Regions from separate parts of the Podarcis muralis genome. Here region 1 is linked to region 2. Evidence: chromatin contacts called from public Hi-C data. All regions are on one chromosome and are shown on one strand. Each heading gives the region's core, a stretch centred on a gene start, on an enhancer-like site or on the middle of the called end of the contact. The rest is flanking DNA. Distances are from core to core; before and after follow the strand shown. Region 1 holds the start of C2H5orf47 (chromosome 2 C5orf47 homolog). Region 2 holds the start of BOD1 (biorientation of chromosomes in cell division 1).

Region 1 (5,019 bases), core at 884-3,383, 200 kb after region 2:
GCTCTTTAAGAAAGGCTTTACAAAGTCTACTGCTGACTTGACCCCACACCCAGGCCAATGCTCATTTTCCAGCTGATTTGTTTCTTGTCCCACACATTTTGCCTACCTAACGTACACTCTGAACCCTCCAGGATGCTGTTGTCAGCACAGTTCTTAGTGCATACCGTATGCTTGGCATTAAGCACTGTAGTGGCCAAGCAGTATCAGTCTTGTAAAATGTAAAATATTAGGTAACTTTATTTTCCTCTGAGGGGGCTAAAAGGGTGTGACTAATGTGAAATTTGATTCAGTGGCCAGTTACTGGAGGCAAGAGCACTTGGAATGCAGAAGTCAACCAGGACTATAGTTTCTAGGATTGTGGTACCTTTTCCATTCATTCAGTATAATAGTTAATAAAATAACATCCTGTAATCAGACTCACTGGCGTCTTCTCACCGGAGTGCTAAGTTTGTATTGCATAAGAGAAAATATGGGCAACTGGTTTCTTCTCTCACTTGAGCTGAATTTTCATTTTGTTAATGTGCAGGCCAGTTTGCACGTCCTACCTGTTTTGTATCACATACATTTTCCTTGGAATGGCTGTTTTGAACATACTTAAAAATACTGAGAAGTAATTTTATTCTCATTCATTCATTGGTCATTATTTTCTTTTTATGGGCTCTCATTTTTGTTGAATAAGTATCTTGAGATTGTGATAGGCCTTCCTTGCTCTGTGGGGAAGCAAATTATCTATCACTCATGGCAAACCATTTTGCTTTGTGTCTGCAAGTTGTGCTTATGCCAGCATGACATTTTACCTGCAACATAAAAATACACTACTGTTCTGGAATACCTAAGGGATGGGCTTGTTACAATAATCCCCACTGTCTCACCAGACTCTCTCTCTCTCTCTCTCTCTCTCTCTCTCTCTCTCTCTCTCTCTCTCTCTCTCTCCTCTATCTTTGTGTATATGTGTTTTGATAGCTAAGCCTGCCATCTTATGGTTTGTCTCTGAACAACAGTTTGCATCCTTTAATGGAGTTGCATTTGTTATAGTGAAAACTCCACTGTATTTAAAGGAGGTCTTTAACCTGAAGAAAACCTCACACAAATATATGCAGATGCTGTAATTTTAAAAACAGTTAAATAAATAAGACATACCCCTAGTTCCAGGAAATGTTGTGATAGAGCCCATTATCACCTCGTGAAATGCTCCATGTGAAAAGCAATAAATATGGCTTTACAAATAGTCAAAATTGCTTAGCTGAATTCACTGCTGTAAAACGCTACCTTTTACCCAACTGCTGGCACATTTCCCCACCTTGCTCCTTTTTTACTGTCTTTCTCGGAGTACCTTTCTGTAGCCAGTGCAAGACTGACACAAAATCCAGATGAAATACTGCATAGTATTTCATTTTATTTCTTGCATAGTGAGTATTAAGGAGATGTCTGATGACTTGTGCATTACAAGCACACAATTTGTAGAAGACAGCAAACTGCAATGTGCTCAAGCAAGAATGTTTTCCGTGTGATTATTAACCGGCCTCCTCCCACCAGTCTTTTGTGGCAATTTAATAGTCATGTTGTGATTCCTCTGTGGCTCAGTGCAATGATCATTCCATTCCTGGTAATCCTCAATCATCATGTGCTTGAAGGGCAAACTAGACAGTTATAGAGAGCTGCATATAACCCTCTGCAGTTCTGGGCCCTTCACAAATCATATGGTCTCAGTACCCTGGCTGATTCTAAAGCTCACAGGCAGCAGCTTCATTAGAGTAGGGAAACTAACATGGCAGTGCAACCCTGTTAGTTGGTAGAGTGGGCGTGAATGAGAAGACTGCAGTTATGCTTCTGCAAGGAAGATGTGGGTTTTTTTTTAAATAGTGGGATGTTCTATATAGAAAGTTTGTTTGAAGCAGTGTATGTGAAGCCCCTGTCTGACATGTGGGTTTGGTGAATTATGTAATCTCTGGAGAATGAGATCCTATTTGTGTCAGGCCCCTCCTGCTTCTGCAGCAGCCATTACAGGTCCATTACTGAGGCCCAGCTCCGAGGGCCTTCTGGTGGTTCCCTCACTGTGAAATGTGAGGTTACAGGGAACCAGGCAGAGGACCTACCTTCTCGGTGGTGGAGCCTGCCCTGTTGAACGCCCTCCCATCAGATGTCAAGGAAATAAACTTTTGTCATTTTCATTTCCAGATGTCAAAGAAATCTGAATTTTAGAAGATACCCGAAGGCAGCCCTGATTCCCAGTGCCAACCTGTCTCCTCTTTCCTGTAATAAATCTTAGCCCCCTGAGCACCTACAGAGGTGCTAAGGTGATTCTTATGCTGTCGTTTGCAAATTGTGCTTACCATATGGGACTGGTAAGAAAAGCAAAAGAGAAACACATTTACTGCAGTCTGGATGCTTCTACTCTAATGGACTTGGTGCAGAGCCTCCATGTTGCTCGCTCAGATAGCTTCTTCTTGACACCCTGGCTGTCAGATGATGATGAGCTAAATATAAATACACGCTTTCTTCACTGCAAGAAGCTGGAATATTTTGACGTTCAATCCCCTCCATGGAAACAAGTTGCTTACTCACTGCTGCTGCTGCAGTATGAGTCACCCAGGAATATTCTTAGCACAGCCAGATGACAATGGGCTCCCAACAGCCAACCATCCCTGCCAGCTAGCCGGCCCAGTGGCAAGGCATGATGGGAGTTGTAGTCCAAAAATCTTTGGAGGCCAGCTTGGGAAAAGCTGTCTTTAATATGAATATGTGTGTTCTCATTTTGTGCTCCTCGACCCCAACGCTTAAGGCTGTGCAGTTTTCAGGAAACACCCCCCCTCCATTCCAGACACATTCCCCCACCCTCAAAGAATTCTGGGCAATGTAGTTTTCCCTTCACATAGTTACTCTTCCCAACAACCCTGCACAAACCAAAGGGCCCAGGATTCTCTGAGGGGACAGTGCCGGCGCCCCGCTGCTCCTCATTGGCTCACCCCACAACTCCTCCCCCTTTGTATTCCTGACAGGAGAAAGCCCCTTATCCGAGGCTCCGCTTCCCTCGGGATGAAGGCCAGCTCTGGCCTAGGAAGGGGCAGGTCGCGGCGGGTGGTTTATGTGAACAGTTTCGGCAGCCACCGCTGCGGCAACGTGATTCGTTATGGCGGCGGCGGCGGCCACCTGAGGGACCCGGAGGCCTCCAGCCTCTCGGGCGCGTCTCCCGCTGCCGCGCTCTCGGGCAGAAGAGGCTCTCGGGGTGCAGCCGGTCCTCCCTCCGGGGAACGAGGGAGCCCCTGCTTGGGGCTGAAAGCCCCTGGCGAGGCGAGAACGAAGGGGGTCGGGACAGGCTGGGAGGAAGGAGGCGAGGCGAAGAGGCCCAGAGCCGAGAGGCTGCTTGGGGTCAAGCCACCGGCGTCGCCACGCGAAGGGCGGAGCAGCAAGGCGGCGGCTGTCAACTCCACAGGCTCCGACGGCCAGGAAGAAGCGGGTACGAGCAGAGCGCAGGGCAGGAGGCCGCGTGTCCTCGCCGGTATCGTCTCGTGGTGTTAATGGCGAGGATTGGCAATCAGTGCCGGATTTACGTATAAGCTAAACAAGCTATAGTTTACAGCCCCACTCTCTTGCCCCTCCCCCTAATTTCACTATTAATATACGTCTTAATTATATTTCAGTTCAACAATTGCTTTGATAAAATACATATTTTGTTATGGGCAAATGGCTTTAGATACCTAGTAAAGGTAAAGGGACCCCTGACCATTAGGTCCAGTCGTGACCGACTCTGCGGTTGCGGCGCTCATCTCGCTTTATTGGCGAGGGAGCCGGCGTACAGCTTCCGGGTCATGTGGCCAGCATGACTAAGCCGCTTCTGGCGAACCAGAGCAGCGCACGGAAACGCCGTTTACCTTCCCTCCGGAGCGGTACCTATTTATCTACTTGCACTTTGACGTGCTTTCGAACTGCTAGGTTGGCAGGAGCTGGGACCGAGCAACGGGAGCTCACCCCGTCACAGGGATTCGAACCGCCGACCTTCTGATCGGCAAGTCCTAGGCTCTGTGGTTTAACCCACAGTGCCACCCGCGTCCCTAGATACCTATTAGGTGCATAAATTACCATATAGCATATATTCAACACAAAAAACAGCGACAATTTGTAGTTGACAAAGGACAGCTGGACATATAAAGGACCCCATTACCTTCAGTAGCTTAGGGCCTCATCAAACCTAAATCTGGCCCTGTTTACAATACTTGCATATCCCCTCTCATGGTGGTTCTGCCTTTGGTGGTGAGGGTCTCGTAATAATCCGGATGAAGGAACTGGTGGGCGGAATCATTTCTTGTCCATTTTGAATGTGGGATTTCCCCTTGCATAGGATTGTGCTCCCTTGAGGAGTGGGAAATAGTTCTGCTGACTAAGAAGCTCGGCCTGCCTTTTCATCTAACAGCTTGCAATACCAAGCCTTGCCCCGTTAAAATAAATAGACAGCAACCTCTTGGCCCTCAGGATTTTTTCTTTTTTAAAAAAGTTTCTTCATGTGTCAATGCAAGACTGGTTGCCAGTTTGTTGCCAGGCCCGATTCAAGACGCATTTAAACACATCAGTGTCTAAATGACTTTGGCCCCAAATATCCAAAAGAACGCCCCATTCCTGCCAACCTGGGTTGTTAAGATCTGCAGAGGGGGCTCCTTTGGTAGTTTTACTAGCCTGTGGGTAACGAGCTTTCTCTGTGACAGTCCCTAACTTGTGGAACTCACTGCAGAGGTTTTTCTCCAACATCTTCATTTTACAGCTATGAAGCGTTCTCTGTATGCTGAAGATCCATCCCCTACTCTGGCCTTTGACAGGTTTTTTTTTTTTGTGTGGCGCGTGGATCTGGCTCTGGCTGATTTTATAGATTTCCATTTGGAATGGCTTTACATAAATGTCATTTTAATGGTTTTATCTGTTTTTATAACTATATTAAATTATTATAGCCTGCCTTTGGACCTTAAGATGTAAGAAGGGAAAGTTTTTATAAATAAATAAACAGACAAACAAACAAACAAACAAGCA
Region 2 (5,178 bases), core at 1,058-3,557:
AGCTGTGGATGCGTGCAGATCTCCATTAGACAGCCACAAGTGACACTCCTGAAGAAACATGGTGTTGATTAGCAATGACATTTTGAGTAATTTCAATGGATGGAGAGCCACAATCTACCAGAAGTGTTTCTTAGACAATCCCATCAAAATTTAGGGGTCTTGTGCAAATGTAGAAGGTTACCTTCATGAGTTAAAAAACAATTCATTATTGTCACATATTTTAGCAGCTTTTACTTACTGAATAACGCTCTGCCTCAAGCCATTCCGCAACTGGTTTTTGTTCATTGCTGGGTTCCATTCCTGCTTATCCAGGTGGGTAGACACAAAGTTGTCCACTTTCTGTCTCAAATTCTGGTAGGCTGGCTAAACAAAATAGCTCAATTAATATAATCCTGAAGTGTTTCTTTCAAAATCCACACAGACCACTGACACCACACTGAAACACACTTGTTTATTTACCCTACAATTAAATTTCAACAGGATTGGCGTCATTTGCCTTTAGCAGGTTTGTTTTTACCTATGAAAAACCAAATTATGAATGTAGCCATGAAAAATTACATGAGCACACACACCGCAGAATAAGTATACTACAGCTGGAGTTGAAGAAGATTCCAACACCTCCTGAGTTGGTCCATTCAACTGTTAAACAGTTCTTACAGATAGAAAGTCCATCCTAATGTTTAGTTGGAATATCCTAAACTGATTTTTCCATAATCAACTAGCTCTGTCATTCAAATCCTGGAATAAAATTCCAGCTAGACTCCAATCAAGTGTCTGCGAGGCCATGGTAAAATTCAGTTGTTGTGGGTTACACACCTAAATACCCAGTTCAATGAGATTCAGCCAATATCTATGTACCTGCATCCCCCAGAAAATCTTGATGGATTACAGGACCAACATACCCTCCTCCTACTCCTTTATAAGGCTTAGACAGACTATCATTTATGCCTATTTACACGTAGGCCACTGAATGTAGTGGGGTTAACTTCCAAAACACAAAGGAATAAAACCATGTTGTTGATGTGGACACCACTATATGATGCTTGTCTGCTCAATGTTCAAAGAAGGCTGCCTTATGCCAAGTTGAGACTAGTGGTCTACCTAGCTCAGTATTGTCCACACGGATTGGCAACGGCTCTCCAGCATTTCAGAGAGGAACCATTCCCAACCCTACCTGGAAATGCCAGGGATTAAACCTTCTGCCTGCAAATCAGATGCTCTAGTTCTACCACTAAGTTATAGTCCTTTCAGTGGTAACATGGACTGGAATGTATTTATTTTGGTTTATTTTACTCTTTTTGAGAGTTGCCTAATGATAACAATAAAGCACCCCCCCCCCCAGGAAACATATACAGGAAGTTATAAGCCAAAGACAAGCTACAAAGATGCTCCAAAACCTCTGTGACCCCATAAGAATGTTAACATGGGTGTATCTTGTACTCCGACTTGCACAAAACACAAAAACAAGAGTGCAAGCCATGTGACCACCAAAGGAAAATAAATGTTTTGTCTGGGGTTGTGTATACCTTTCCCAGAATAGACCACACCACAAGAGCCAGCAAAGCTCCCCCACCTCAGGGAGTTTGGATCAGAGGGGATACAGTGCAGGCTATGAGATGGTTTTCCTGCGAACTCGTGTGTCGGCTTCCCCCAGCCGAAGAGGCAGGGAAGCCGGGCGACTGCAACTCTCGCCATCCCTGACAGCTGACCCCGTTGGCTGGGGCGAGTGCCTCCATAACGGGGCTGGGGGGGGGGGGGACTAGGGAGAAGAGAGGATAAGGGAATAAAAAGAAAAGTCCCTGTAATCCTGGCAATCCTTAGCCGAGGCCTCCCCTTACGATCCTGCAGAGAGACCCTCCGCGGGGCTGCTACGGGGAGGGGCGCTTACCTTGGTGTCGACGTCGGCCAGGCAGTCCCTGCGGAAGGCGTCGAAGAGGCCGCGGCTCTTGAGCTGCCCCACGATGAGGGCGATGAGCTGCGCGTCGCCAGGGGGCAGCGAGGCCGGGTCCGTCGCTCCAGGCCCCGACGAGCTCCCGCCGCCTCCGCCCGTGCCGGAGGACGCCCCGCCCGGCTCCGCCATCCCCCCGCCCGGCCCTCGCAGCGCCGCCCGACGGGCCGCCGGAACAGCAGCGCCGCCGCCGCCGCCCTCGCTCCCGCCAGGTGCTGCTGCTGCTGCAGGGGCGATGGTGGCAACGCCGCCGCCGCCGCCGCGGCACCCTCTACTGATCGCGCCGCGGCAGCTGTTGGTGACGTTGCCGTCGCGGAGCATTTGCGTCATGCCTTCCCGCTGCATGCCGGGAATCAGAGGCCTCCTTTCTCGGGGCTAGGAGGACGCAGACTCCCAGGAGGCTTTTATCGCGATAGCCATCTGGCAGGCTCCGTTGGGACGCGCTGACAGCTGCCCCAGCTGCAAAAGCCTGCAGAATTTGTGGATTGGTTGGCGCGGAGTCATCGCGCTCCGCCAATATTCAAGTCCGGGTGGGGTTCTAGATGAGCTATGGGAAGGGCAACGGGGATAAGGAAAGCAGCCCTGAATGCTGTAATTGTTGCAGAGCGACGGGAGCGACCCCCCAAGTCCTGGGGCGGCCAGAAAAGACGGGGCTGTGCACTCCCTCCTCGACCCCCGGCCTCATGTGCCCGCACTGCTCGTTTAGCAGGAGGATTTTCTGGTTGTCAGTCCCTTGCTCATAGGGTTGCCATATGCCCTCTTTTTTTCCAGGACACGTCCTCTTTCTCATGGGGATGTAAAATGAGAGTCGACATAGCGATCCATAGTTAAAAGTAGAAGTCGGCAAATGTGTCCTCTTTTTTGCTCTTCAAAATAATGGCAACCCTACATCACAGTACCCATTTTGGGGATGCCTTGTTACACTTCCGTTAGTGTGGGTTACTGAAATGCTCCATTCTGAACAACTGTTCAAGGTGGGGGAACCTCTTTTTCACTTGGCATCCCTCTGAAAGATAAATCCCTTGAGTTGGGGGTATTCGTGTGTGTACAGTACATCTTTGTCCCTAGCACTCTCATCCACGCATATGCCCACAAACGTTGCATATGTGCTGTTAGGGTATGCAACCCTACAATCATAAACATGCTTGCTCAGAAGTAAGCCCTGTGGAACTTCCTGTTGCACCAGGGGCCCTGTCTCTAGTCTAGACACCTGGTGGAGAGGTCAGATGTTTGGTGGGGGATTGTGGATGGTCAGTGGTGAGGCAAATGCGCTCCATATACATTTTGAGGCAGTATCTTGTTACTGGCATGCACGTACCAAAGCTGAGCTCTGCAATTCAAAACATTTCCAGTTCTGAGACTTGGTGAGTCAGAATGAAACTTAGTCCAACATCAAGCGTCCTAATCATTTCCAATGATGTCCCAGAATGACACTGCGTCAGGTGTTCCGGGGCATTGTGGGGAACTGAAATGGGAGCCCCGCCTGGGCTTGGAGCTGACTTAAAGTGTTCTCCAACATTTCAGATGGAAACAGGGATACATGTAACCCCCATTTTTTGTAGGAAAGTAAGACTACCTGAGCCCCTCATTTAACACTTGTTGAAGGCTCTCCTCTACCTGCTATATTCATTTACTCTGCAATAGCTTGTCTCAGCAATTGTAGCGTGTGTGAACCAGCAGGCTGGGCCAGAGTGGTGTAGTAGTTGGAGTGTTGGACTAAGACCTAAGAAATAGGGGTCCAAGTTTTTAGTCTGCTATTATGCTCAGTGACCAATTATGGGCCAGTAACTATCTATCAGTTTAACCTACTTCACAGGGTGTGTGTTTTTTTTTGCAAGGATAAAAGTGTGGGAGAGGGCACCATGTACACCAAGCTAAGTTATTTCACAGAAAGGTGGGGTATATATCATAAATGTTCCTAACTCCCCTCTCCCAATTAAAAACCATTTTCCTAATGCCTAAACTCAACCTTAAACATTCAGAGTCATTTAATCTACATCCAAATAATTTTTAATATACCCAAAGCAAAGCCTAAATGCTTCTGTGTGATGATATTGCTCATTACATTATGCTGCCTGAAACTCAGCCTCAATTCCACTCCACTAGAACCAACTCTTTAAAAGTCTTGCCACACCATTCAGACATGAGTTGCTGCCTGCATCTTTCCACCCCTGACCACTGTGCTACCTGAATCAGGCTGCTTCACTATAAAATGCAGACTAACTGGGAGTAAATGTAAATGGGACGCGGGTGGCGCTGTGGGTAAAACCTCAGCGCCTAGGACTTGCTGATCGAAAGGTCGGCGGTTCGAATCCCCGCGGCGGGGTGTGCTCCCGTTGCTCGGTCCCAGCGCCTGCCAACCTAGCAGTTCGAAAGCACCCTCGGGTGCAAGTAGATAAATAGGGACCGCTTACTAGCAGGAAGGTAAACGACGTTTCCGTGTGCAGCTCTGGCTCACCAGAGCAGCTTTGTTATGCTGGCCACGTGACCCGGAAGTGTCTGCGGACAGCGCCGGCTCCCGGCCTCTAGAGTGAGATGAGCGCACAACCCTAGAGTCTGTCAAGACTGGCCCGTACGGGCAGGGGTACCTTTACCTTTAACTGGGAGTTGCAGCCATGGATGCCATTGGGTCACCCTTCCTCTCTCAGCCTGAATCATCTCACAGGGTTAAGGTGAGGTTAAAATGGGCTAATCCTCTGATCTCCTTGGAGGAGAACTAAATTAACATGTCTGCCATATCTGCAGTTGTCACTTAGGGATCATCCAGACTTGTGCCATGTTTCTAAGTAGAGGTCTGCACTTTAAAACGCTTTGTCTGAGTATTTTTCCCCTCCAGCGCTTTCCTGCATAAACCCAGTCGGAGCAAATGGTAATCCATGAAAAACCTGGATTTCTGTTTGTTCTCATTCAGCATTAAAGAGCAGGTTTTCCCGTGGAAAGCTGGGGAAGAAGAAGAAGAAGAAGAAGAAGAAGAAGAAGCACTCAGACGCATAAGCTGTGCTTAAAAAGCTGTGCTGATGAGCCCTAAGTGTGATATGTAAATTGGCCACAAGAGGGCACTGCAGCTTCACAGTTGTTAAATAAGGTGGGGGTGTGGAGAGCAGGCTTGCTCTGAATTAGCTTTGAGAACAGGTTGAAAAATACTGTAGTAAAATTCACCTGCTTTTGCTGACTTGTGCCCTTGATCTCATGTAAGCAGTAAATAGGGCTGCTTTACAATTTGGGGAGAT

Evidence for each region. Hi-C and Micro-C count contacts between places; a contact is called where the count stands out from the background.
Region 1: a contact with region 2 is called in a Hi-C map of tail, with 5 times the contacts expected there. The contact joins the promoter of C2H5orf47 here to the promoter of BOD1 in region 2. A contact is called at or near these places in 3 of 3 Hi-C or Micro-C datasets (blood, tail and an unstated tissue).

The regions. Positions count from the first base shown.
Region 1 is chr2:52,078,087-52,083,105 of rPodMur119.hap1.1, forward strand. It overlaps C2H5orf47 (chromosome 2 C5orf47 homolog), which reads left to right and starts at 2,134. Exons shown (of 6, transcript XR_013391902.1): 1 at 2,134-3,499.
Region 2 is chr2:51,874,525-51,879,702 of rPodMur119.hap1.1, forward strand. It overlaps BOD1 (biorientation of chromosomes in cell division 1), which reads right to left and starts at 2,308. Exons shown (of 4, transcript XM_028717790.2): 1 at 1,889-2,308; 2 at 239-363. The coding sequence starts at 2,293.